Regions from separate parts of the Sus scrofa genome. Here region 1 is linked to region 2. Evidence: chromatin contacts called from public Hi-C data. All regions are on one chromosome and are shown on one strand. The core of a region is the stretch at or near the end of the contact, and the rest is flanking DNA. Distances in the headings are between cores, read along the strand shown. Region 1 holds the start of KLHDC2 (kelch domain-containing protein 2). Region 2 holds the start of KLHDC1 (kelch domain-containing protein 1).

The links. A called contact is a pair of places that touch in the nucleus more often than the background predicts.
Region 1: a Hi-C map of liver shows a contact between it and region 2, with 3 times the contacts expected there. The contact joins the promoter of KLHDC2 here to the promoter of KLHDC1 in region 2. A contact is called at or near these places in 2 of 5 promoter capture datasets (both in liver), 18 of 47 Hi-C or Micro-C datasets (adipocytes, blood, brain and 10 more) and 2 of 2 datasets of contacts at active chromatin or transcription factors (alveolar macrophages and skeletal muscle).

The regions. Positions count from the first base shown.
Region 1 is chr1:179,607,399-179,610,372 of Sscrofa11.1, forward strand. It overlaps KLHDC2 (kelch domain-containing protein 2), which reads left to right and starts at 1,628. Exons shown (of 13, transcript XM_001925208.7): 1 at 1,628-2,974.
Region 2 is chr1:179,538,833-179,541,807 of Sscrofa11.1, forward strand. KLHDC1 (kelch domain-containing protein 1) reads left to right here and starts at 1,393. Exons shown (of 12, transcript XM_021101387.1): 1 at 1,393-1,898. The coding sequence starts at 1,803.

The DNA of each region.
Region 1 (2,974 bases), core at 378-2,877, 69 kb after region 2:
CCACTTTGTACATTATTTATATGTATGTATGTGTGAAAGAGAAATAATATAAAATAAACTCAGCAGGCTAGAATAATTTTCAAGGTAGTACATACTGTCTGAAAAATTAAAATTTTGGAGTTCCTGTTGTGGCTCAGTGGAAATAAATCTGACTAGTATCCATGAGGACGCAGGTTCGTTCCTGGCCTTGCTCAGTGGGTTAAGGATCTGTGTTGTGGTGAGCTATGGTTTAGGTCGCAGACATGACTCAGATCTGGCGTGGCCATGGCTGTGGCTGTGGCCGGCAGCTTCAGTTCTGATTCGACCCCTAGCTTGGGAACGTCCATAGGCCACGGGTGTGGCCCTAAAAAGAAAAAAAAAATTAAAATTTTGACTTTAGAATATTTCAAAGGAAAAGAATCGGTTTTAGAAGCAAATAATACCCCTTCCCACCTTTTTTTCCATTGTATTAATGTGAGTCTGTTGGAATTTCCTGTTTGATGAAGTTACTGTATGGTCCACCATGTGGGTATAGCAAGAACATTTCTTCTACCCATGCAATGGACTGAATATTTGTATCCCCACAAAATTCATATGTTGAAACCCAAAAAGACCCCCAATGTGAAATTTTCTGGAGGTGGGATATTTGAAAAGGTAATTAGGTTTAGATGAGGTCTTGAGGGTGAAGATCCCATGATGGGATTAGTGTCCTCCGAGGAAGGGAAGAGACCAGAGCTTGCACATGCTCTCTCTTCCCACCCTATGGAGATGCAGTGAGAAGGCAGCCACCTGCAAAGCCAGAAGAGGGCCCTCACTAAGAACCAAAGCTGTCAGCACCTTGATCTCGGACTTCCCAGCCTCCAGAACTGTGAAATGTCTGTTGTTTAAGCCACCAGGTCCATGGTATTTCATTATAGCTTCCTGAGCTTAGACACGCCTGAAGTCCATAGTTTACATTAAGGCTCACTCTTGGTGGTGTACATTTAATGGGTTTAGACAATTGTATAGTGATATGTATCCACCTTTATAGCATCATACGTAATATTTTCACTGCCCTCAAAATCCTGCTTTGCTCTGCCTGGTCCTTTCTCCCTCTGACCTCACCCTTGGCAACCATGGATATTTTACTGTCTTCATAGTTTGCCTTTTCCATGTTATATAATTAGAATTATATCATATGTGCCCTTTTCAGATTGGCTTATTTCACTGGTAATATGCATTTAAGTTCCCTACATGTCTTTTCATGGCTTCAAAAGATGCCTTATTTCTTTTCAACACTGAATAATATTCTATTGTCTGAATGTACTACAGTAATTTTTTATAATTTTCTACATAATCATGCCATCTATGAACAAAGGCACTTGATTTCTTCCTTCCCAACCTTTTCCCCCTTTTTGTCTTACTGCATAAGCGAAGACATCCAGTAGGCTGTTGAAAGGTAGTGGTGGGAGGGGATGTCCTTTCCTTATTCCTCTAGTTTCTCATCATTAAGAATAGTAGTAATTGTACATTTTTTGTAGATGTTCCTTACGAAGTTAAGGAAGTTCCTCTATATTCCTAGTTTGCCAAGAGGTTTGTTTTTTAATCATGAATAGGTGTTGGATGTTATTAAATGCTTTTTCTTTCTTTGTCTTTTTTTTTAAGGGCTGCACCTGTGGCATATGGAAGTTCCCAGGCCAGGGGTTGAATCAAAGCTGCAGCTGCTGGTCTACTGCCACAACCACAGCAGTGCAGGATCTGAGCCACATCTGTGACCTATACCGTAGCTCATGGCAATGCCAGATCCTTAACTCACTGAGCAGGGCCAGGGAGGAAACCCATGTCTTCATGGATACTAGTCAGGTTCATTACTGCTGAGCCACATCAGGAACTCTTAAAAGCATTAATAGATGCTTTTTCTGCATCTGTTAATATGATCATGTGATTTTTCTTCTTTAGCTTGTTGATATGATGGATTACACTGGTTGATTTTTGAACACTAAATCAGCCTTGCATACCTGGAATGAGTCCCATTTGGTTATAGTGTTTCTTTTTTAATTTTTTTGATTTGATAATACTTTGAAGATTTTGCATCTATGTTCATAAGAAATATTGGTCTGTTGTTTTCTTGTGATATATCTGTCTGGTTTGGGGATTAGAGTAATATTGGCCTCAGAATGAGTAAGAAGTATTCTCTTTGCTTGTGTCTTCTAAAAGAGATTGTAGAAAACTGGTATGGTTTCTTCCTTAAATGTTTGTTAGAATTTTACCAGTGGACTCATCTGGGCTTCCTGCTTTGTTTTAGAAGGTTATTATTGATTCAATTTCTTTAATAGATATGGGCTTATTCAGGTTATCTATTTTTTTCTTAGGAATTTTGGCAGATTGTGTCTTTGAGGGAATCAGACCATTGCATCTAGTTTATCAAATATGCAGGCACAGAGTTCTTCATAATATTTATAATACTTTTAATGTCCATGATATATGTAGTGATGTTCTGTTTCATTTCTGATATCAGTAATTTGTGTCTTTTCTTCTTAGCCTGGCTAGAGGTTTATTGATTTCACTATTTGAAGAACCAGCTTTTGGTTTTATCAGTTTTTCTCTGTTGATTTCCTGCTTTCAGTTTCATTGGTTTCTTTCTTTTCATCATCTCATTATTTTTTTCCTTCCGCTTATTTTGGATTTAATTCGCTCCTCTTTTTCTTATTTCCTAAGATGGAAACTTAGATGGTTGATTTTAGATCTTTCTTTTTTTTCTAACATAGGCACGCAATGCTATAAATTTCTAAGTACTGCTTTTACCCACCCTACAAATTTTGATAAGTTGTAAAGACACAGGCAGTGCTAAGGAAGAAATTTCAGGCTTAGAAAATTTTAGCGAGGAAGGCCATTTGTTGTACCAAGTGTTCCTTCTACATAGCAGTCCCAGCGTTATGATGAGCAAGGGAGAGGAAAATAAAGCACACTCCTCTCACCAAACACATCCACGTACAGATGCACCATTAGATCAGAG
Region 2 (2,975 bases), core at 143-2,642:
GTCCCATTGTGGTGCAGCAGAAACAAATCTGATTACATCCATGAGGATGTGGGTTCCATCCCTGGCTTCATTTAGTGGGTCAAGGATCTGGAGATGCAGTGAACTGTGGTGTAGGTCCCAGATGCGGCTCAGATCTGGCGTTGCTGTGGCTATGGGGTAGGCCAGCACCTGCAGCTCTGATTCCACCCCTGGCTTGGGAACTTCCATATGCCACATATGTGGCCCTAAAAAGTATAATAATAATAATAATAATAATAATAATACTAATACTTGATTCTTGGAGTTCCTGTCATGGCTTGGCAGTTAATGAACCCAACTAGCATCTGTGAGGATGTGGGTTCAATCCCTGGCCTCGCCTAGTGGATTGAGGATCCAGCATTGCCAAAAGCTGTGGTGTAGGTGGAAGATGTGGCTTGGATCCTGCGTTGCTGTGGCTCTGGCATAGGCCGGCAGCTATAGCTCCAATTGGACCCCTATCCTGGGAACCTCCATATGCCAAGGGTGCGGTCCTAAAAGAGACAAAAAGACAATAATAATAATAATAATAATAATAATAATAATAATAATAGATTTTTTCAGAGAGTTTCTAACAGAGCCTCAGTATGAACTATCTACAGCTGGCAGGCACTTAATATATACTGAATAAATTAATAAATTAACTTCTGGGTGGTGGGCAGCCAATTTTCTTCAAAGGGAAATTCTGAACAAGTACATATATAGACACTGGTATAATTATTTTCTTCCCTCTTGGTTCTAGTTTTACTTAAGTAACAATTTAAAGCAAAGGTAAGCCAGCTTTTTCTGGAAGTGGCTGGAAGTAAATATTTTCCTGCAATGGGAGTTTTCTGGTCTTTGTTGCAGCTACTCAGCTCTGTCTATTCAACTCCATGGCTTACATGAGCTGCCAAAGACAATACTTAAATTAAGGTGGTTGTGTGCCAATAAAACTTTATGCAGAGATGCCGAAATTTGGATGTATATGATTTTCATGAGTAATATTCTTTCAATTTTTTCAGCCATTAAAAAACGTGAAACTATTTTTACTTTGTGGGTGCTACAGAAATAGGCAGTGGAAAGATTTGTCCTGCAGGCCATAGCTGGCTGGCATATGTTTTAGGAAATTCCTAATGTGTCTGCTTGCTATTTTGAGGGGTTTTGGGGGGGCTGAGCCCCTGGCCTGTGGAACTTCCCAGGCCAGGGATCAAACCTGCACCACAGCAGCCACCCAAGTTGCTGAGGTGACAATGCCAGATCCTTAACCCGCTGCACTAGAAGAGAACTCTAGAAAATACCTAATTAAAAAAAAAAGTACATATGTATATATTTAAAATTCTTATTCTCTCACATTCTCTCTCTCTCCCTCCCTCTGTGGCTATCTCAGATGGAGGCTGAATGGAAAAGGCAAACCCTCAAAAAGCATTAATATATTAATATATTGATATATTGATTTAAGTCACAGGAGCATTAAGCCCATAGACCAGAAATCCATTAGGCTAGTGGATAAAATACAGAGTTAGGCGGTACTGCCCACACAACATACTCCCAAGTGAAATCGGGATCCGGAGAAGCCCAGGAACCTCCCTTCCTACTCAGACCTCAAGCATCCCTAACTGGCACCGCCGCCCAGGGCTCGGCTTCCCGGGCGGGCTTCGGGACGGCGCAGCCGCACTGCCGCCGCCTTCCCACCAATCTCGACCCTCGACGCGTTCCGTTCGTGCGTGGAGGAGCCGGGCGGGAGGAGAGGCCGCTCCGTGGGCAAGGGGCTGCGGCGCGCCGACCGGCCGGCCCCAGCGACGGTGCGGATGGCGGACTCACAGCTGTTCTGTGTGGCCGAGGAGCGCAGCGGCCACTGCGCGGTGGTGGACGGAAACTTCCTCTACGTGTGGGGGGGCTACGTGGTAAGGGGAAGAGGCGGGACGGGGCGGACTCGCGCCGGGAGCCCGCCCGGCTTCTCGGCCCGAGCGGCCGCCTACACACGGCCCCGAGGCGGGGGCCGGTCCGTGATCCCGGCGGGGCGCGCTCGGCACCCCCCGGGGCCCCGCCCCTCCGCAGTCGACCGCTCTCCCCGCCTTGCCGGGGCTTGACGCCGCGCCGCCTTTTCCCACTAGGAAAGCCTTCAACCCCCGGCTTCCGGGCTCCTCCCACTCAGTTCCCCAGGTCCTCACTGTTGCCCCACGACCGCGGCTTGCCCAGCACTTAGTCAGTTATTGCGCGATTGAGGGTCAGTTTCAAATGCATGCGCAGGCTCAAAAGCCCAAGGATGCCATGCTTTGTTATTTTGTAAATATTTCCTTACTCCCCGCGGCGCGATCCGAAATACCAAAATCACTGAAGCATTTAAGTATTTATAAGCAAACAGTGGCATTCTTTTACCAGTGGGTAATGACGAATTTTTTTTCAAGTCTCAAAACAGACTCATGTTAGAAACAGTATGCTTAAGAGTATTATGCTTTAAAATTCTCATTACAGTGGAGGCTTGAATATGCGTATTTTTGTTTCTGTAATCAAAGGATTATAGAAGCAAAGATTCTAAAGATGGAAAACAGTTCAGGAATATATGCCAACACCTGTAGTTTACAGATTGAAAAAAAGCGAGCCGTCTGGAGTTCTACTGGAGGTATAACCTACGTTTTTCAGACTCGATACTATTATGTGACAGATGTAACATGTCTGAATCGCTTACTGAAATAAAGCACATACTGTATATGTTAAATGATTCTCAGATCTAAGTTGGTTTTTGTTGTTTTGTTTGTGTGTTTATTTTTAATTTGATTTAGTATCAGGATGGGAAAATTAGAACTCAAATTTGAGTGCCGACTATACGTGGCATGTGCTAGGAAATTTCATATCCCTAATCTTGTATAATCTTTACCATATTTTGTAAGGTAAGTAATATCCCCATTTTAAAGAGTCAGTAAGAGTAAAATAATTTGAATGACCGTTTGACCTAAAGGGCAACAGATTCCAACCTAGGT